3 separate regions of the Sus scrofa genome follow, and all the other regions are linked to region 1. A link is a contact called in public HiChIP or PLAC-seq data. All regions are on one chromosome and are shown on one strand. The core of a region is the stretch at or near the end of the contact, and the rest is flanking DNA. Distances in the headings are between cores, read along the strand shown. Region 1 has its middle 3.8 kb from the start of LRRC8B. Region 2 overlaps LRRC8C (volume-regulated anion channel subunit LRRC8C). Region 3 overlaps LRRC8C (volume-regulated anion channel subunit LRRC8C).

Region 1 (2,924 bases), core at 167-2,666:
CAACTAGCACAGGAGGTGGTGGGAACACAGAGTAACTAAGCAGGAGTATTTCGTGCCAGGACCACGATAAAGGATCAACGCATGCAGAAAAGCCAAGCCAACCCTGCCAAATTCCGTGTTCTAGTCGCGCTACCTTTTTCCAAAAACATGTGCAATGTCCTGCTCATCCTGGAACACTTACCACTGAGCTTATTCTCAGGGGTCAATCTCAGAATTTTCCCGGGGCCCAAGGAAAGCTAAACCTCTGCAACCATATGATTGAAAAGGTCTGGAATACATGGCGAAGTGTTTGGCCAAATTAAATAAAGATTCCTTATCAGTAGCAATATGCTCAGTCATACAGGGGGACTCTGGCCAACTTGCTGAGAATGTGAAACCACGAATATGCCACCATCTAGCTCTTGTTCTTTTCTTCTAAGCTGACATCTTGGAAGAATGAACAAACTTGAACCCTGATGCTGAGACAATATTTAAAAGTAATTTTAAAATTTAGAACCTTTAAAGCTAGCTGAATTTGGGGTTCCCACTGTGGCACAATGGGCTAAGAATCTGACTGCAGTGGCTTGGGTCATTGCAGAGGAGCAGATTTGATCCCTGGCAGGGCACAGTTGCCTAGGTAATGCGGCATTGCTGCAGCTGTGGTGTAAGTCAAAGCTGTGGCTTGGATTTAATCCCTGGCCCAGGAATTCCCCTATGCTGAGGGTGTGGCCAAAAAAGCAAAAAACAAAAAAACACAAGAGCCACCCAAACTTCCTCAAACCTATGTTCCCACGATTCTCCTTCAACCCTGCATGGCCCACCAAGCTCACCTCCCCTTGAAGATGCTATTTGCTATCTGGATAAACCTTCTCCACTAAAGTACTTTTTTTTTTTTTCTTTAAAGTGCATATCTTTGGGATGAGGAATTATTATTATTCTATTTATGTTGGTATTCTCCCTCCCTTCTGTCAGATCTCCAGTGCTTTCTTTTATACATTGTGACATTCAGTGTTTTAATTAACTTAAGAAAACAGAGGCTTTTTCATTATCAGAAATAATTTTAGAATACTGAATTGGAAAAGAGCTGTTAATACTAGATAATATAGCCTTCCATTCATCATAAAAATTCTCAGGACAGAGAAAACTGAACTCGAATCAAGGCAGCCACATGGAGCATAGTTTAAAGATGATGTCACTCAAAGTTTTTTGTTTTTGTTTTCTTTTTTTTGAGAGAATCAGCCCAGAAGCAACCTGCCAACCTCAGGAATTAATTAGTTATTAGTTGATTATTTCAGGTGGGTCATGCAATTCAACCACCAGATGATAAAATTGTAGTGATGCTTTCATTTCTGTTAGTTGTGGCTTTGCTTGTGTCACTGGCCACATCTGCTGTTCATAGTCATCTTCCATGTCATATGAATGTGAAGACCCGGCCACTGTCAGTTCTCCCACTCAATAGGAGGTTACAGTAACAAAGCATTTCTACTTCTGCTTCTTAGAGAGGTTCTCAGCTTCCCGAAAAGAGACTGACGGAACCATGAGGGTGGATTGATTATTCTAAGACAATATTTGGGACAGATAAGGTAAAGGTATAGGATTTAGTCTTTCTAGATTTTGCTTCCCTTTCAATACTTAAAGTTCCCTTTTCTGGAGTTCCCGTCGTGGCACAGTGGTTAACAAATCTGACTAGGAACCATGAGGTGGCGGGTTCGATCCCTGGCCTTGCTCAGTGGGTTAAGGATCCAGCATTGCCATGAGCTGTGGTGTAGGTTGCAGACGCGGCTCGGATCCCACGTTGCTGTGGCTCTGGTGTAGGCTGGTGGCTACAGCTCCAATTAGACCCCTAGCCTGGGAACCTCCATGTGCCCTGGGAAGCGGCCCTAGAAAAGGCAAAAAGAGAAAATAATAATAATAATAAAAAGTTTCCTGTTCTTCGTAAGACTTTATCCACTGTGACCACCTCATGTATTTCAGTCTTGCCCATGAGTCTACCATATACTGTTGGGCACATAATACATATTTAATATCTGCGATGGGACTTTTTTCCTTTTTTAAATTTTATTGAAGTGTAGTTGATTGACAATGTTGTGCTTGTGTCTGCTGTGCAGCAATGTGACTCAGTGATCCATGAACACGCATCCATTCTTTTTCAGGTTCTTTTCCCATATGGGTTTATCACAGAATATCAAGTAGAGTTCCCTGTGCTATTCAGCGGGTCCCTGTTGACCACCCACTCCATATACAACGGTGGGCATGTGCCAATCCCAAACACCCAGTCCTCCCCCCAACCCCTTCTCCCTTTTGGTAACCACAAGCTTGTGTTCAAAGTCTGTGAGTCTGTGTCTTTTAAGTACTAGCTCAGACTTCAACAAATTTGGCTGTGGAAATAGTGACAGAGTCTTTTAGAATTTTCTTTGATCGGAATAATTGAGCTATTTTCTTTGATGAAAACAAATGAGAGTCCCTTGCAGAATTTCAGACACTCCTCGAAGGACTGAGCATTTTTTCTCAATTACAATGTAGTAGAAAAACTGGGCGCAGGCATACAAAGCCAAACAGTATTTGTATTTCTCATTATAAGGCCTACCCTGCGGTGTCAATCATTTCCAGTTACTAAATACCCTCTTTTCTTTATGGGTCCGAATCATGGGCATAGTATTCAAGTTCTTTAAGAGCAGCATTTGAGGCCCTTCATGTCTGTCCTGTGATGTAGGCAGGTGCTTCTATGAAGGGGAACAAAAGGAAGAAGAAACAACAGAAACATCCATTTGCTGCCACGGAGGAGAATTCCCAGAAGCAATACCGCCAATTCAGAAGCCTACTTTTGGGAGTTCCCACTGTGGCTCAGCAGAAACAAATCCGACTAGTATCCATGAAGATGAGGGTTCGAGCTTTCGCCCTGCTCAGTGGGTTGAGGATCTCATGTTGCTGTGACTACAGCACAG
Region 2 (2,924 bases), core at 199-2,698, 180 kb after region 1:
CAAAATGTACACAGGGATTGCGTAAGGCGTTTGTATTTTTTAATAAAAATTTAATTGTATTTTTTCAGTATTAATATTTTAAAGTTTTATTTGTGCTGGAACCTAATGTATCTCTTGTTGTTGTTTGCTACTGACAGAAACCGATGGTTCCATCTGGGGGTTTTGTTGTCGTTTTGGTTTTGTTTGTTTGTTTTGGTTTTGGTTTTGTTTTTCAGTTCCTTCTTGCGAAAGGGAGGGAGTTTTACGTTGCATGCTTTTTGGTATTTTTTAGATAGATGAGGATATTTTGCCAAGGTCCTTTTCAGCTCATTGACACCTATACAGAGTCCTTATATTTGTTTTCATCGTATGTGTTCCAAGGAAGCTATGCTAGTTATTTTAACGCCAGCTGCCTTTTCCATTGGCCAAGTCCTTCATTCTACAGAAAATCCTTCTCTAGAGTGTAAATTCACAAAAGGGCCCTGTCGTAGACTCTTATTTTCAAATTTCCCCCTTGCCGCCAACAGAACCTTATACGTTATATTCTTTGATATACCTGACAGCTGTTTATCCTTAGGCAAGGATTTGTCAGTGAGTAAAGATAATTATCTTCCAACATCGGCTTCCTTGCATAGTTATGTATAATTTAACTGATTTACATGTTTACCGATATTTTAAAAGTACCCCTTGCAAAGGGAGGACAGAGGTTCTTCCCCTTTGAGACCAGGATGGCTGTGTGGGAACGGGTGCCCCGCCTTAGAGAAACTAGCTTTATTTTAATTAAAGTAGTAATTGAATTTAAAAATCAGAATTAGAAGCCTGGTTTTTTAGTAATTTGATCATCTTTGATATCTTGATATTTGAATACATCTAATGGAAAAAATGCACTGCTAAAGCACTCCGTGAACGAGCTGGGTGTGCTGTGCCCCTGCGCGGGGTGGCGTGGTGACGTACCCAACGTCTGCCTGTCACGCAAAATAATCGGCCTCTATGTATATATACTTATGGAGCTCGCTCGAGCCTGCCCGTGCTGAAAATGCTAGTGATGCAAAGCACAGAAGCTCTCTTTGGCTTAAAAGAAGTATCTCATCTAAAATGGTTCTATTACCTTTTTTTTTTTTTTTTTTTTTTAAGGGTGAATAAATTGCTCAGTACATGTCACTTAGGAGTAATTTTTGCCCGGTGGTCAGCAGAAGTTTCATTTCCCTCTCTCTATTTAAAAATCCAACATGGTATATGGGTCTTGGGCAAATTGTTTTCACTGACTCTTAAGCTGTGTGGAACAGGAAAATGAAAAGCACTACCTGTGCCCTCGATCCAGACCAATACTCCTGTCACGGGAATTTGGTTTTATGCTCCAACTCCACATGGTCTGATCTAAGGAAGTTTTGTGACCTAGCAGAAAAAGCAGGGAAGTGGTTTGGGGTTTCAAAATGCTGCTTGTACATTTACTTCTCAATCCTGGTGGCTTTTTTGCGTAAAGCGACTTTGAGTCATACGTGGAACACAGCTGTAGGGACTGCTCAGCAGCTCTCCGTACTTCAGTTGTGTTTTAAATGCTATGATACATCATGGGGTAAAAGATTTGAGAAAGAGATGCTTTTCGTTTATGTAAAAATTGAATCACGTAGACCAAAGTGCTTTGCTGTTTCTGCTCTGTGGTCAAGTGTTAAAAGGTGATACCCTATCGCTGTGTGTTTATTTCAACCTGGAACTGAAACAATATGTTTAAAATAGCAACATGGTTATTTCTCATAGGACAAAAATCTTCAATTCTAGAATGTTGTTAGATCTTGATCATGACCGATGTGCTGTATTTATAGCCCTACCTGTTTGAAACAAACAGACCAACCAAAACCTGAAAGACTGTCAGTGGCTGAGCATGACAAGAATACCCCTCTCCAGAGGTGAGCTTGGATAACTACTGGTGAAACACTGGGTGCACTATTTTTCTGGATAACATTTATAGTTGTTTTCTATATCCCCTTAAAAAAGGGATCTATTCAGGTTAAAAATCATATTTATGCTCAAGTCTTTATCTGGTGTCAACTCAGAATCTCATATGGGTTCATAACTGAAGTTGTCACTAGCAGTTAGGTCTTTGTGACAATTTACTCAACATGCCAAAAGAATTTGATTTACTTTCTTCATTATTCACAGGCTGACCCCCAACCTAAGTTCTAAATAACGTCCAATAAATCACTAGAGTTCTGACTTCATGTTTTAACTAGGAAGGAAACTTCATAGATGTTTCTATTAGATTTTATAAAAATCCAGAATACTCAGACTTCATCTTGAGTCGAGGTTTTCTGACTCTGGCCCTTTTAATATTGTATATTTTTTGTTCACATTCCTAAGTAAACAGCATTTAATTACTCTTTAGCCTTTAAATGGGAAACTCAGGTAAATGAACTGCTGACTTTTCTAAAGTTCTTTAATGAATCAACTCAGTGTTAAAGGGATTTTTTCACCTGATCCCTTTCATGTCTTACAAGTGCTCTTGCTGAAAAGGGACAACTTGCTCTATTTATCCACCTTCTATAAGATTCATGCGAAACCGCTTATGTAAATATAAAAGCATCCTATGAACTCTTTAAATCCTACGGCTCCTGGACACCCATGGCGAGTATACCTTGGGGTCAGTTCTAATGGTGACGTGTAGAACAGACCACTGCCTGGTGATGGTCTGGCTGAGACAAAGCATCTACGTACATCCCAGTGGAACTCGCCTAAGACCACACCTCGGAAAACGAGATGTGTGTTGGTTTTCATGTTGTTTTGCTTCTGACACAGCACTTTTACATCAATGTTCTTGCTACAGTGAAACCTGTTACGGACGCCTGTAGATGTGCTGGTTGTTCCCCCTTTCCCCTGTCTTGGGTTCCCGTGCAGCTGTGATAATGGGTTCCAACGACTCACACGGCATCCCGGGCAGCAGGCACTGC
Region 3 (2,924 bases), core at 169-2,668, 160 kb after region 1:
CCCAGGAGCACCCTCTGGAGGTAGATCAGTCCCATTTTCAGGTGCAAATTCTCATCTGAAGGGTGAGGCCATGCCTCCAGGCCAAGAGGGCTGCAGTGAGGGCTCCCCTCTCGGGTCATTCCTCCAGCACGTGGCTGTCACCCCTGTGCACCCTGCTGGGTGACGGTATGGAATCATTACAGTCACACAGGCCATATCTTGGCTTGTAAACAGGATGTTCCGTATAAAATCAAGTGCAAAATGACGAAAAGGGAAATAGAAAGTTACAAAAGAATGACTTTTCTGAATTACAGCTTAGGTTTCTCTAAAAGATTGCTCACTGTATTAAATAATAACTCCCAGCCTAGAGTAAGCAGTAAAGACACAGGAATAAGGTATGAGTTAAAGAAGTAAAACCACCAGTATCCACGTTACAAGGGCGTGAAATGGTCAGAGGGGAGACTTGAAGCTCCGGTTTGAGCTCCGTTGGGATAATCCTGTGAAACTGGCTTAACGACTGATAACGTCAAAAACAAAAGGTCTCTGCCAAGCTCAAAATCCCTTCTCATTTCCAAGCTGATAGTACAATAATCAGAAGAAAATGTGTATGCCTCGATCTTCCCTTTGTGAAGTGAAAGTGCAGTCACTCTCTCTGATTTTATCTGCAGAACAAGTTAATTAAGTCTTGCGGCTTGAGCACGTGGCAAAGCCGAATCTGAGGAGGCGTAGTGGTGCTAGCAGAGTGATCGGGTAGCTTCTGATGGCCTTATAAATGGCTTGTGCCCACGGCAGATGATAGTGCATTCTCTATTCTAAAAGACTCTGTGCATGTAGGGTCGGGATTATGAAAACGCTGGGGGAGGGGGGAGGTATTCTCTATCAATGGGCTGCTGATTCTTTCTTGCCCTGATGTGAAAGGATTAAAATCAACCCTCGTCTTACTCATCGGACGAATATTTATTCATTTCCCAGCACGCAGCTCTTTCCAAGGCTGCCCCGAGTAAGCGGCGCACGCACGCGAGCACTCCTTCCATTACATTGGTCCACACAAGAAACAAACAGAAACACACTGCCAAGCGGAGAGCTGCGCATCCTCTCTCTGTGCAGTCACACCCCTCAAGGACCGAGACTGTAAACACGTAACCTTGCGTTATAAACAACACGATTCGAAACGCAACACACTCACTAAAATAGACCAAATCCTGAAAGGTCAACATGCTACTTCCTGGAAACCTAAGATTGCTTTAGGTCTCTGCTCCATGATGCCAGGTTATCCTATTGTGACCGAAGCCAAAGCAGCCCACATTCAGGCCGTTACCAAATATAGAGGGAGCAGCGAGAAACAAGAAGCCCCGGGGACCGCTCTGCAGCCACCCCACAGGAAAGACGCTTCCTGCTTTCTGAATCAGAGGGAGGAGGAAGCCAGGAGAAGGATGTCAACGACTCGAAACCACCAACAAAAGATCCTTGTGGCCTAAGCCAGTCAGCAGGAGGACGCCGGCTGGCAGGGTCGCTCTGGGGGAGAGCTTGGGACTTGCAAGCGCGTTGCTTGGAGTGATCCCAACTCTTACTTTGGGTACATTCTGAACTGCTTCTCTGACTCGGAACCACCAGCATCAACGCCGGAGCAAATGGCCTTCCGGTGACAGTGCACCCAGGGTTCCCTGAAAAGCAGAGGTGGGAAAAATGATAGGCTCTCTAGTGATTTCTGAGTTGTTCATGCTGATAATGTGCCCTGAAGTCCAGCTTCTGGCTCTCTCCCCCAGTCCTTGGTCCCATGCTACCCGGGATCTCGAGTTAGTCTTTTTCTTTGGCCAAATGTGAATTTACAGATGGAGACGCAAAAATTCCTACTTAGATCAGCCTGCTGTTGAAGGTAAAATGGAGAATCCTGATGAAATAAGAGATACAGCACCAACGGGTAGGCGTAAAACGAAGACCTCGTCTAAGATAAGTTTCATGACATTCCTGTGTACCCAGGACCTGCCCATCCTACTGCAGGCTCGGGCGAACGTGACACAGAAACCGTCTGGTGGTGACAATAATGTTGAAGAGCAACCTTTCCCATCCCTGGAGAGAAGGGGGTGGGTGCTGCGAGCAAACCCCTCTTTCAAAATCCGTTGACATCTAGTCACAGAAAATGTGCCTGAGTTAGGACTTCCTTGTGGTGGTGGTTTATTCAAACTGATACTGTTTTTTCTCCCCCTAGAACTTTATTTCTTGCCATCTATCCCCTTGACAACTTAATGTGCAGTGAGTTCCTGGCCCCGAGGATAATATATGAGTAACTTCCCCCTTCTCTCCGGGTTTAACACAGGGCATGAATCTAAATGCTTTTCTTCGATGATCTCATGCCAGCCAATGCTGGTCCTCGAAGGGGCAGCGTTTCCTTCCGTCTCCCCCCTGGATTGTTATGATCCTGCTGCCTGTTAGTTGCTTAGCAAGCCCTCGTTTCCCCCGAATGACAAAGCACTGACAGAGTGTTGGGTTTTTTTCTCATAGGAAGCAAAGGACATTTATTGTGTGTTTAGTTACTCTTGTGGATCCTGTGTTGTAAAATGACCAAAACCCATGTCTGAAAGTCTCTAGTGGAGTTCCTGTCGTGGCGCAGAGGAACCAGATCTGACCAGGAACCATGAGGATGCGGTTCAATCCCTGGCCTTGCTCAGGGGGTTAAGGATCTGGCATTGCCGTGAGCTGTGGTGTAGGTCACACACGCAGCTCAGATCTGGCATCACTGTGGCTGTGGCGTAGGCTGCAGCTGTAGCTCTTATTTGAACCCCTAGCCTGGGAACCTCCATATGCCACAAGTGCGGTCCTAAAAAGCAAAAGAAAGAGAGAAGGAAGGAAGGAAGGAAGGGGAAAGAAAAAAAGAAAAGAAACCACTCCAAATGGCAACAAAAGATCTCATGTATCTAGGAATAAAGCTAATCAAGAGTACACAA

Evidence for each region. HiChIP or PLAC-seq counts read pairs in DNA pulled down with a chosen protein or histone mark.
Region 2: a contact with region 1 is called in an H3K27ac HiChIP or PLAC-seq map of alveolar macrophages. The contact joins two enhancer-like sites. A contact is called at or near these places in 3 of 47 Hi-C or Micro-C datasets (embryonic fibroblasts, epiblast stem cells and liver) and 1 of 2 datasets of contacts at active chromatin or transcription factors (alveolar macrophages).
Region 3: an H3K27ac HiChIP or PLAC-seq map of alveolar macrophages shows a contact between it and region 1. The contact joins two enhancer-like sites. A contact is called at or near these places in 2 of 47 Hi-C or Micro-C datasets (embryonic fibroblasts and liver) and 1 of 2 datasets of contacts at active chromatin or transcription factors (alveolar macrophages).

The regions. Positions count from the first base shown.
Region 1 is chr4:127,138,968-127,141,891 of Sscrofa11.1, reverse strand. No RefSeq gene overlaps it. Among named protein-coding and RNA genes, the nearest start is that of LRRC8B, 3.8 kb to the right of the region's middle. Within about 2 kb of position 1,416, at least 1 of the 83 cell types and tissues checked has an H3K27ac peak or open chromatin away from gene starts, as enhancers often do. A contact at or near this core is called in alveolar macrophages, where this site is marked.
Region 2 is chr4:126,958,370-126,961,293 of Sscrofa11.1, reverse strand. LRRC8C (volume-regulated anion channel subunit LRRC8C) reads left to right here. Exons shown (of 3, transcript XM_001929205.6): 3 at 1-2,924. Among named protein-coding and RNA genes, the nearest start is that of LRRC8D, 76 kb to the right of the region's middle. Within about 2 kb of position 1,448, at least 8 of the 83 cell types and tissues checked have an H3K27ac peak or open chromatin away from gene starts, as enhancers often do. A contact at or near this core is called in alveolar macrophages, where this site is marked.
Region 3 is chr4:126,983,810-126,986,733 of Sscrofa11.1, reverse strand. All of the region lies in intron 2 of LRRC8C (volume-regulated anion channel subunit LRRC8C), which reads left to right. Among named protein-coding and RNA genes, the nearest start is that of LRRC8C, 94 kb to the left of the region's middle. Within about 2 kb of position 1,418, at least 20 of the 83 cell types and tissues checked have an H3K27ac peak or open chromatin away from gene starts, as enhancers often do. A contact at or near this core is called in alveolar macrophages, where this site is marked.